Linked DNA regions of Mus musculus: regions 1, 2 and 3 are each linked to region 4. Evidence: chromatin contacts called from public promoter capture Hi-C data. All regions are on one chromosome and are shown on one strand. Each heading gives the region's core, a stretch centred on a gene start, on an enhancer-like site or on the middle of the called end of the contact. The rest is flanking DNA. Distances are from core to core; before and after follow the strand shown. Region 1 holds the start of Ncapg2 (non-SMC condensin II complex, subunit G2). Region 2 holds the start of Wdr60 (WD repeat domain 60). Region 3 holds the start of Esyt2 (extended synaptotagmin-like protein 2). Region 4 holds the start of Pacs2 (phosphofurin acidic cluster sorting protein 2).

Region 1 (2,700 bases), core at 18-2,517, 3.4 Mb after region 4:
AGCTGGAATTATCTGTTTGAGGCAGAAGGCTAGGTCTGGCCACCATGTCCCTGGCGGCGCTGTTTTGGAGGTGGTAAACAAGACCTGATCCGAATCAGGACCGAGAACTTGCCAAGTTAGAGTCAGAGGCTGGTGTGGGTTGTGGTTCTTTAGGCCCAGGGTGACTCCTGTGACCCAAGCGAAGCTTAAGAGGATTGTCAGTGGCTGCCACCATCCAGTTGTCTTCATCTTGGCTGGGTGCCTTTTTGACGTGGGAGGCATGGATCCAAGCAGCGATCCCGTCTACTTTTACTGCCGTGGGGGTGGTCAACAGCACCAGATACGGTCCTTTCCACCGGGGCTCAAGCGTGCCAGTGCGATGTCGTCTGACCAAGACTGAGTCTCCAACCTGGAACCCGTGAGGCACTGCTATGGTTCCCGGAGTGTAGGCTTCTCTGATCTGGTTGCAGATCTGTGTTTTAACAACCTCTAGGGCCTTTAGGTGAGCAAAAAGAGCAGAGGGTGAGGATGAGTCAGTGCCAAGATCCAATATCCCACCTGACTCAGTTAAGGGAGGCGGTCCCCCAAAGAGAATCTCATAAGGGGTAAGACCGAAATGTCCAGGAGTGTTTCGGACCCTGAGGAGCGCAAAGGGAAGGAGAGTCACCCAGTCCTTTCCGCCGGTCTCCATGACTAATTTAGTAAGGGTCTCTTTTAAAGTCCTACTCATTCTTTCTACCTGTCCTGAGCTCTGGGGCCTATAAGCACACTTAGAAACTTCCAATTAGTCCCCAATTGTGTGGCCAATTCCTGACTTACCTGGGCAACAAATGCGGGCCCATTGTCTGAGCCGATTACCTTAGGGATCCCGAACCGAGGCAGGATTTCTTCAAGAATCTTCTTGGTTACCACTTGAGCAGTCTCGGACTTGCTCTCCCTCCTCCGTCTGATATCAGCGTGACGTCTCACCGAGCAGCTGGCAAGGAACACAGAAGCAACAGCAGCGCTCCCAAGGAAGGTGGGTGTGTGTGGGCGGAGGGCGGGAAACACAGCCAGCAGCTCTGCGCCTGCGCATCCCGTGAGCGCGCTAAAGAGACTCCCGCCAGAGGCTCTGAGTCACGCCCAGGAGGCGGTGCTTGGGCCTTGGGGGCGGAGCCTGGCTGCAGAGCTGTGGGGGATATGGGCGTGGCCGGGACGGCGTCAGATCTCGTGAGAGCGGCGACTGGTGACGGGGTGGAGGGCGGGAGCGTCCGGGGTATACGCGGGTGTGTTTGAATCTGGTCCGAGCGCGGGAAACTATGGGTCTGTGGTGAGGTGAGCGCCGCGCGGTGAGTTGGGTGGGAGGTGAGTAGGACTCGGCGGCCGGCGACCGCGGCTGGGCGGCGGACACCGTCGCGGGTCTCACGTCCGCGGCCGCCATCGGTTTCGAGCGCTTGTGGAGCGGGAGGTGCTGCGGGAGGGCAGAGCGGGATCCCCCGGCTGACTGGGAAGGATCCCAGACCGAGAAGCGGGGCTCGCCAGGGAGGATCTCAGCCTGGAACCCGGGTTCACTAGGTAGGACCTCAGACTAGGACGACCCCGGGAGAGGGCCCGAGTGTGACTGGCGAGGACTCCGGAAAATGACCTGCGCACAGTAGGGAGGCTCTCAGGCAAGGACCTGATGCAGACTACGGAGGACCGGGGACGCAGACCTGAGTCTGACTAGAGAAGACCCCTGAGAAGGAGCCTGGGTGAGTAGGTAGTACCAAAGACCTGCACCCGGGTTGACTAGCGAGAACCCCAGCCCTGACCAGAGAATGACATGGAAGATCCTGGCACGGGGCTGGGGAGCTGACTAGGGAGGACAGCAGTGTTGACACTTAACTGGGGCCTGACGTGGTGGTGAAGACGCTGGATTTATTCTTGCACTGACATAAGGGAGGAACCCGAACCTATACCTAGGACTGATCTAGGGAGCAACTTAGTTATGAACTAAGGAAAGAGAAAAATCAAGATACGGAGTCACGGTTTGTAAGTAGCATATGTAGACATTATATGGCATACTAAGTTGCCAAAGACATGTACTTAAGTAAACAAAGTGACCATAATTAGTAAAGTGGTGATACTGGCAACCCACCTTTCCCTCTCCATTTTATTCATCACAAAAAAGTTATGGTTCACAATTCAGCCATTTGAATCGGGGAATGAAGTGGCTATATTTAAAATTTACTAATATGAGGAGTTGTCAAATTGAGGTTATTTTCTACTTTTATTCAATTTAGAATAGGAATGCATATTTATTGTGATTCACACTCTATAATTAATGCCAATAATTCTCCATATTGCTGTATTTCTAAAGGTATGAGAGATTTTCAAATTTATTCTTAAGATGAGAAGACCTGTTGCAAATATCATTTGTTGTAACTGTATTGTTAGGTTTTTGTTTTGAGTATGTCATCGTAGCACCAGGTGTAAAGGTAAAATAGGATGGCATTTTACCTGGGAGATCACATGTAGGAAGAAGAATGAGCAAGGTCCCCAGAGCTCTCATTATCCTGTAGGTGTGCAGAGGAGGGGAGGGTGCTGGAGTGGGGCACAGATGCACTGCCTAACAAGCTCCCAGGTGACCTCAGGGCTGTTTTTGTGGTTTTACTTCCAAGTCTCTCTCTTGAAAAACAAGAGAGAATTGTTGGGTGGGATCTTCTTGGAGGAATGGGACTTTAGAAGTGGAGTCTGCAGAAT
Region 2 (2,700 bases), core at 10-2,509, 3.2 Mb after region 4:
AAATTGACAGACAAACACACACACAAATATCCCACCCAAACTCTAAAGAATATTCTTTCTTTTCCAAAGCTCATGATCACATATTAGAACACAAGGCAAGCCTCAATACATATAAGAAAACTGAAATAGCACCCTGAATCCTATCTGACCACCATGGAGTAAAGCTGAATATCAACAATACCAAACAAACTCATGGACACTGAACAACTTACTACTGAATGAAAATTGAGTCAAAACAAAAATCACAGAGGAAAATAAACTTTTTAAAACTGAATAAAAATTCAACATAGCCAAACCTACAGGGCACAATGAACACAGTTTGTAAGACGAAAGTTCATAGCACCAAGTGTCTCCACCAAAAAACTAGAGAGGTTTTATATTGGTAATTTCATGATGCACCTGAAAGCCCTAGAAAAACAAGAAGAAATAATAACCCCAAAAGAGTAGATGGCACAAAAAAAAAAAAATCAAACTCAGGACTGAAATCAAAGAAACTGTAACAACACAAACCAGTACGAAGAATCAATGAAACTAAAGAGCTGACTCTTTCAGAAAGATCAACAAAATGGGCAAACTTTTACCCAGTAAACTAAAAGATGGAAAGAGAAGACCTAAATTAATTAAAGCAGACAAGGGTCCTTTATAATAGACGCTAAGGTAATTCATAGGATTTATCATGAGTTGTTAATAGGGCCATAAGGACATACTTTAAAAACCTGTATTGCACCAAACCGGAAAACCTAAGAGATGGATTTTTGATATAAACGACCTACCAAAGTTAAAGTCAACAACCTTCTACCTTAACGAGACTCATGTTTCACCTTGCGGCACTTTTTTTTCAGGAGTCCTGTGCCTTCCTGAAGTTGACACTCAGCCTCGCCTCTGGATGAGTCCAGAAACTCCTCCACAAACCGCACCTGGAGCTAAGAAGTGAGAGGCAACAGCAGAGCTGAGACCTCGACCCAAACTCCGCCTCCAGCTCTCTCCTAAGTGCAGGCCCAGGAGGAACCCGATCTCCATTGCCAAGAAAGAGGGGGGTAATGGGGGCGCGGGCCGGACCAGGCTGGGCCCCGCGGCGCACCGACCTTCCCAGGCTCCATCGCTCCTCGAGGCCGGGACAGCCGCGTGTCCTCGGCCCAGCAGGCGCGGGCCACCGGAGGAAGATAAACCCGCCGTCGCTCAGCTCTACCAGCCAGCCAGGCCTGCTGCGACTTGGGTCCCAGGAGGGCCGGCGTCCCCGCCTCCTAGCAACGGGCCGAAGGCGCTGGCCCAGCATGCCCCGCGGCCGTCCCCAGCACGCGCGCCTGCGCGCCCGTGTTTTCTGCAAACACGCAGGAGCCTTTTCTTATGTCTTGAGTTTCTTTGTCTGATCCTTCTTTGACCCTCACAGTTGACAACGAGAGATGGGAAGGAAACGGTGATTGAGCTTTATACTTGAACAAGGCTTTGCCTCCTCAACTCACACCCTATAGACTGTCTTTTCATGAAAATCATTTGTGGCCAACTGCGGCAGCGCACACCTTTAGTTAATTCTATTACAATGGAGACAAGGCAGAAGGATCTTTGTGAGTTCAAGACTAGGCTGTCTGCCTAGCGATACTTAGGAAGTATCTAGATCGTATGTTAGCATTCTGAGCTTTTTCTGCAGATGAGAAGTTTACTATTCGCACACTTTTCTAAGTTACATATTACTGTAACCCACGTTAGAATTTGACTTTCCACTCACTTAACACCACACAAAGGTCACTAAGCCAAATCCTTGTCATACAAAAGGTACTAACATACATTAAGTCTTTCATCTTTGCTTAAGGTCTATTATCTTTGTTTCTACTAATCCAGTACATTTCTTAGAGGGAAGGTAATCTTGGTGTTGGCTGTGGTTTATTTTGGTCCAGTTCTTACAGAATTTTACTGGTTCTTGCCTATGGCCATTTCTGCCTCATGAGCACTGAGGTTAGAAGCAGGCTGCCCCATCTGACTTTTACGTGGGTGATGGTGATCCAGACCCTGGTCTGCGTGCTTGCATGACAAATGCTTTATCTACGGAGCTATCTCCCCAACCCCAGGAGCTACATTTTCAAAAGTTGAAAAAGGTTAAATTTAATAGTATATTTTACCAGAGACAGGCATAAACTGTTATCACTTTAACGTGCAGTATATATTTGAAGTATTAACGTATTTTTAAAAACTTGTAGTGTCTTCAAAATTCTTTACTTACAGAATATGTCAAGACTAGCCACCTCCCAAGTACCCAAAGCCCACATGTGATTAGAAGCTTCTTTAATGAGCAGAGCACACCTGTAACAAAGGGTCTGGATTTCATGACTGGAGAGATGGCTAGAGATGAAAAGGGAGGTGTGTGCAAATTTGTGAAGGGTATTGAATGTCATGACACAAAACTTCTTAATGTGAAGCTACAAAGCATTCAAATGGGAGACAGGTGCTATAGTTGGATGTTGGGATAGGTTCATGGGGAAAGAATAAAGTCAGGTAATGAAGGGGAAGGATCGAGTAAGGAACACCACTCTCTGCTCACTGCAGTCGCCTAAATATTCACACACTGTTCAGATGCATGGCCTGCCTGGGAGATGGATCCTTCACCCTGTCCATTCACTCTTCCCAAACATTCCTGTGTTGGTCCAGCACCACTTTCCTACAGATTTAATTCAAAGTTTATAACTTATGTACTTGTTGCTATCC
Region 3 (2,700 bases), core at 29-2,528, 3.3 Mb after region 4:
AACAAAGTATGACCCAGGATAACTTGGCTCTGAATCTGCAACATTCCACAATCATAGTCGTGGAATTATCCTCCTGGAAAATTTTCTTAAAAATTATGCCTCTGTGTGTGTGTGTGTGTGTGTGTGTGTGTGTACAGGCGATTGTGAAGACCAGAGGTATTAGATCCCATGGAGCTTTAGATACAGGTGCATGTGAACAGCCAGATGTGGATTTTGGGAATTGACTCAGGAATTGGGTTCTCAGGTGCTGGGCCATCTCTCCAGCTCCTCTTTAGCAAACTTTAAAGCAGATGTCTTTTTTTCTCTTCTCTTCCCTTTCCTTACTTCCCTTTTTTCCTTTTTCTTTTTTGCAAGCTTCACATATGTCCCCTCAGATGTCCCCTAAGAGTTTGGCCTTGACGGGGGTAGGGGGTGGTGGACCCTGGCTGCCTTTTTTTTTTTTTTTTTTTTTTTTAAATCTTCATGACAACTGTGCTTTCCTAAGCTCACTGGGGCCATTTTGTTTGGGAAGTCAGACCTGAAGGAGTACTAGACCCAGAGGCGCCACCACACAGTAAGGCCTCAAGGTAAATTTTACTGCAGCAGGCGCAAAGTTCTCATTCCACAGAGGCAGGCCCAGGAGCCATCCTCTCACCCTAGGAACCTGCAAGTTCAAGTTCTCCGCCAGGGAGCTAGGACAGGCAAGAGGTTGGCTGACGAACGCCGAGCTCTCCGCTAAGCTGGAAAGGACTCAGCCCGCTAGCCTTCCCACTAGTCAGGGCCATTGCTCCCTTCCAACACCCGCGGAAGCCACACCTCCCTCTCCGGCCGTCCCTGCGAGCCAAGTCCGGGTGTGTCCCCCTGGCGCGGCGCCCACCCTCCGAGGGCGCAGACCGAACCGCCCTCACAGGTTAGGGGCGGGGCCTGCCTGGCGTGATGGCTTCGCCTGCAGCCCCTTCTTGGTGTAACGACCGGAGAGTAGCAGCACAGCAACCCCAGCGCAGAGGCGGGTCCGACCGCGCGATGACACCAGGCACAGACCATTCGCCGCCGGGGGATCTTTCCTGAGGGCGCGGACGAGGGAGCGGGATCCGGTTGGCGACTGACACGTCGCCCCGCCCTAGATTCTTTCAGGGTCGGCTGTCTCTGAACAGTGGATCCCAGTGAGGAAGAGTCGGGCGCATGCTGATTGCGTCACCAAACCACGCACTCAGCCCGAGCAAGCCCCTCTCTGGGAGAGGCCTCGGTGGGGGAGGGCCCTGCGCACTGTGATGACGGCAAGTCCCGCCCGTTTGAGGAGTGGAGCGGTGGAGCCCGCGGTCCCCCTCAGTGGGGCGCTGGCGCGCGGGCTAGAGCGACCTGCGGTCCGTGGGAGAGCCGCGCCCGCCTCGGCAGGGAGGAGTGCTCAGCGCGGCTGGAGATGAGTAGCGCGGGGGGCGAGGGGCCGGAGGCCGGTCCTGGCCGGGCTGGGGGCCGCTCCGAGCCCGAGGCCCCGGGCAGCGCTCTGAGTGTGGACTTGCCGGGGCTGCTGGGGCAGCTGGCGCGCAGCTTCGCGCTGCTGCTGCCGGTGTACGCCCTGGGCTACCTGGGGCTGAGCTTCAGTTGGGTGCTGCTGGCGCTCGGGCTGCTCGCCTGGTGCCGCCGGAGCCGCGGCCTCAAGGCCAGCCGCCTGTGCCGCGCGCTGGCGCTGTTGGAGGACGAGGAGCAAGCTGTGCGCCTGGGAGTGCGCGCCTGCGACCTGCCCGCCTGGGTGAGTGTTGCCCCCCCAGACCTGAGCGGAGTCAGGTCCGCACCACCCTTCTCCCCTTCTCAGTGACGGGTGGGGAACTCAAGCCCCAGCCCGAGTGAAGTGTCAGCCACCGCTTGTTCCGAATCTCCGTCCGATCCGGGATCCGCACAACCAGGATCCCGGACCGAGTCAGGTGTGCGACCTTACTGCTGTCTGCCTCTCCTGCTGTAAACTGCTGTCTGCTGTCAGCACTCTGCCCACCTGCTTTCCTCGGGAGTTCTGGCCACTGTGGCCCACCCCGGCTCTGAGCGACGGTCTGCGTCCGAGTCTCACTTGTGTCAGCGCACCGCCTCCCCCACCTAAGTCAGGTGTCCTTATTGCTGTCCCCACCCTCATCCTGGGCGAGGTGTCCTGGTCATTATCTGCTCCGAGAGTGTCCGCTCTCAGTCCTCTTCCTGGCTTTCAGTCCTCCTCGCCCATCGCTAGCAAAGTGCGCAGGTAGTGAATACTTCCTAACTTGGCAGAACTGGTCATTGTTAGTTGCTGGGCCTCTTCCTCCTCTCATGCTGGCAGTGACTACCGCCCAGAAGCACACTTGGTGGGCGATGAGATCTCAGTTGTCCAGAGCGATTCTGTAAACCTTTTGCAAGCATGGCGCTGCAGGCCTGGAACCGTCCAGATTCTCCTTTCTGATTTAAAAAGTAGTGACAGCCAATATGGGGAGAAGTTAATTAAAAAAATCAGGAAGACTCATTCATTTCTTAGTTGTGTCTAACACGATTGAAGTGTTCCTGAAAAGCTTATGTTAGAAGAATTGAAATGTTTGTTTCATTGTTTAAAATACCAGAGGGAAGACTAGGCACTTTGATATGATCATTTAATATCCAGGATCTAACATATATAGAGGGAGATTTTGAAAGTGTTAACAGTAATGATAAGTTATGGTATTGATTATTTTTTCCTAAAATTGCTTTTTACTTATTGAGTATTTG
Region 4 (2,700 bases), core at 127-2,626:
TCCAATCAAAGGCAGCCTGTCCACCAAGGCTGATGAAGCTCGGTGAACACAGCCTCTGGTTTCCTAGGTACAAGCCTTACTACTGGCCCCAATAGGGCTGCAATGTCAGACAATATTCATTTCAGCTGGCCACAGACTGACAGACCCTCTGGACTTTGTTTTACCACCCCAGCGAGTGAGGAACATGAGGAAAACACAGGTCCCCTTGTTCTCTTCAAAGCAGACTCTGGCTTTAAGCAGCTGCAGCTGTTTGCAGCTCCCATCCTGGAGTTACAGCAGGAGGCTGCCTCTGGCAGAGGAGCTCCAAATGTAGATGGCAAGGGGTTGGGGTGTCATAGCAGAGGAGGGACCACCCCCACAATGCCTTCCTGGGAAGAAAGGCAGAAAACAGGACTATTGGGTAAACCTGAAGGGCAAGGAGGGACAGCCAGGTCAGATTGATTTGAGTTAGAATTGTTTCAATAAGCTTACTAGAAGATAATAAGACATGGAACCTAGCGGGAGAAAGGCAATTGTGTAAAGCCGTGGATACAAAGAAACAAGACATGCCAGAAAAGCTTTTCCCTAAATTTGTTGACTTTGACCAAAGACAGCCAAAAAGAGGGGGAGGGACATCTGCCACTGAGAGCTTCTTCCTGAGGCCCAGAGCCTAGCCGGCCTTCTCCAGGCCATGCCTGGAATCCCCTGCCTACTGGGCCCTGCAGTCTGATCGGCCACCCGCCCCTCCTATTGGCCCAAGTTCACTGCGAGCAAGGGAGAATGCACCCTGTACCAAATATTTGAGATGCTCTTGAGAAAAACTTAAAAATAAATAAATAAAGCACTGCTGAATATAGGAGGAGGCTGGATGGGCGGAGGTTGCTGGATGGGGCAGCTAGGGAGGACAGATGGTGGCTGAAACTCCTCAAGGAATAAGGGTGGGTGGGGCCTACAGAGTGCGAGAGCCAGGCCTTAGGGGCCTGTGCGGGGACACGCAGGATGGCAACCGGATGAGAGTCACCGGGATACATGGTCACGTCCCTAGGCCCGCGGTCCGCCGCAGGGAGCGTGAGGGGTTCGTAGACCTGGTCACTCCCGCAGCCATCACGTCGCTCGCCTGAGTCCCTGAGAGGGGCACAGCCTGTGCGCCGCCGCGCGCGCTCGCTCCCGCGGCTGGGCGCCGGAGACGCCCTGGGGCGCGCGCCTCACTTCCGGTGGGCGGTGATTGGGTGCGCCGCGCGAGCCCTGCCCCGTCGACCAATAGGCGGCGCGGTGCGGCAGGGGGCGGGGCGCGGGCGCAGCCTGGACACCGCCCGCGGGCCTGCCGGACTCCCGCCGCCCGCCGGCGCCATGTGACCGCGCCGCCGCCCTCCGCGCGCCCGGCCCGCCCGCCCGCCGCGCTCCCGCGGCCCGGCGCAGCCCCAGGCCGCCGAGGGACGGCGGGGCCGGCGCCATGGCCGAGCGGGGCCGCCTCGGCCTGCCCGGCGCGCCCGGAGCGCTCAACACTCCGGTGCCCATGAACCTGTTTGCCACCTGGGAGGTGGACGGCTCCAGCCCCAGCTGCGTGCCCAGGTACGCCCCCGTGCTGCGCTTTGTCCGCGCGCACCTGCCTGCGGGCCGGGACCCCGCGCCCCCGAGCGCGCGCGGGTGACTGCAAGGCGAGGGCCGGGGCGGGGCAGCGGGCCTGTGGCTCGCCCGGCCGGTGCTCTGCCCGCACCTTGACACCTGCGTCCCGGGCCGGGCTGCGCAGCGGACCTCAGGCGGTGGAGCTCTCGGCTAGTGCCACAGCTCTCCTCCGGCGTGCAGCGGCACTGTCACACCCCAGAGGCCTGGGCCTGAGGCTCCCGGGACACGCCGCTGTCTCCTCTCCATCTACCCTGCGGGTGAGGTCTGCGCTCTCTTCACCTGTCGGCCTTGTGTCCGGCGTTGTGACGAGAGCTCCCGAGACCGTTGTACTCTTTGCTTGGAGCTGTTAATTTTGCCGTTGCACAAGCCTGGTCTTTCTCCCCTGGGTAGGCGACCTCCTCCTCGCCCCGTGGAAAGGGTTAGACAAAATTTACCCGCTGGGCGGACACTGTGGCCACCCATCTCTGTGTGGACTACAGCTTCCCATTCTAGTGCCCAGCTTGAAACTTTTGTGATTTCTTGACTTGGCTCCTACTCGGGAGCTTCAGCTAGTGAGAGAAAAGAGGAACTCTAGACACCAGGTTGAGGGCGCTCCAGGCTTCCCTCTGGGGAGTCAGGGAAAGTGGCCTTATCACCAAAGAGCCTTCCAGGCACAGAACTTGGACAGTGTGCCCTGGAGGGGGATCTGAGTAGAGAGATGCTAGGAAGGAGAAGGGGAACTTTCTGTGTTCTTTCAGCAGGCCTCTGAGTGTGGTGTTGGGGGTACAGAGGCCACTAGATAGTGGTTTTACCCTTCTAGAATGCACAAGGCCCTCTGGGTCTGTCTGTGGCTTTGGGAAAGGAAGGATGGATCTGAGGGGCATCTGGAGGACTGAGACCTGAGGGTCAGCTTTTGCCTCAGTGGGAGCATCTCCCAGGCCCCTAAAGCAGGGTGGGGGGAGGGAGAGATGAACTGATCTCCACACTTAATTCTGGCTCTCTACAGCATTGCCCTGAGACTTCACACTGGCCCTTGAATTCCTTTAGCAGTCTCTGAGTTCCCTTAATGAGAGCCAAGGGTCCCCATGCCCCCCACCCCATACACCAGTCAGCCTT

Evidence for each region. Promoter capture Hi-C pulls out the DNA fragments that hold promoters and counts their contacts.
Region 1: a contact with region 4 is called in a promoter capture Hi-C map of pre-B cells. The contact joins the promoter of Ncapg2 here to the promoter of Pacs2 in region 4. A contact is called at or near these places in 2 of 39 promoter capture datasets (cranial neural crest and pre-B cells).
Region 2: a contact with region 4 is called in a promoter capture Hi-C map of second pharyngeal arch cranial neural crest. The contact joins the promoter of Wdr60 here to the promoter of Pacs2 in region 4. A contact is called at or near these places in 3 of 39 promoter capture datasets (cranial neural crest, pre-B cells and second pharyngeal arch cranial neural crest).
Region 3: a promoter capture Hi-C map of cranial neural crest shows a contact between it and region 4. The contact joins the promoter of Esyt2 here to the promoter of Pacs2 in region 4. A contact is called at or near these places in 2 of 39 promoter capture datasets (cranial neural crest and pre-B cells).

Annotation. Positions count from the first base shown.
Region 1 is chr12:116,404,169-116,406,868 of GRCm38.p6, forward strand. It overlaps Ncapg2 (non-SMC condensin II complex, subunit G2), which reads left to right and starts at 1,268. Exons shown (of 29, transcript NM_133762.4): 1 at 1,268-1,293; 2 at 1,534-1,709. D430020J02Rik (RIKEN cDNA D430020J02 gene) reads right to left here and starts at 993. Exons shown (of 2, transcript NR_028421.1): 1 at 799-993; 2 at 1-475.
Region 2 is chr12:116,261,766-116,264,465 of GRCm38.p6, forward strand. Wdr60 (WD repeat domain 60) reads right to left here and starts at 1,260. Exons shown (of 22, transcript NM_146039.3): 1 at 1,086-1,260. The coding sequence starts at 1,100.
Region 3 is chr12:116,279,944-116,282,643 of GRCm38.p6, forward strand. Esyt2 (extended synaptotagmin-like protein 2) reads left to right here and starts at 1,279. Exons shown (of 22, transcript NM_028731.5): 1 at 1,279-1,729. The coding sequence starts at 1,400.
Region 4 is chr12:113,013,132-113,015,831 of GRCm38.p6, forward strand. It overlaps Pacs2 (phosphofurin acidic cluster sorting protein 2), which reads left to right and starts at 1,377. Exons shown (of 24, transcript NM_001081170.1): 1 at 1,377-1,551. The coding sequence starts at 1,433.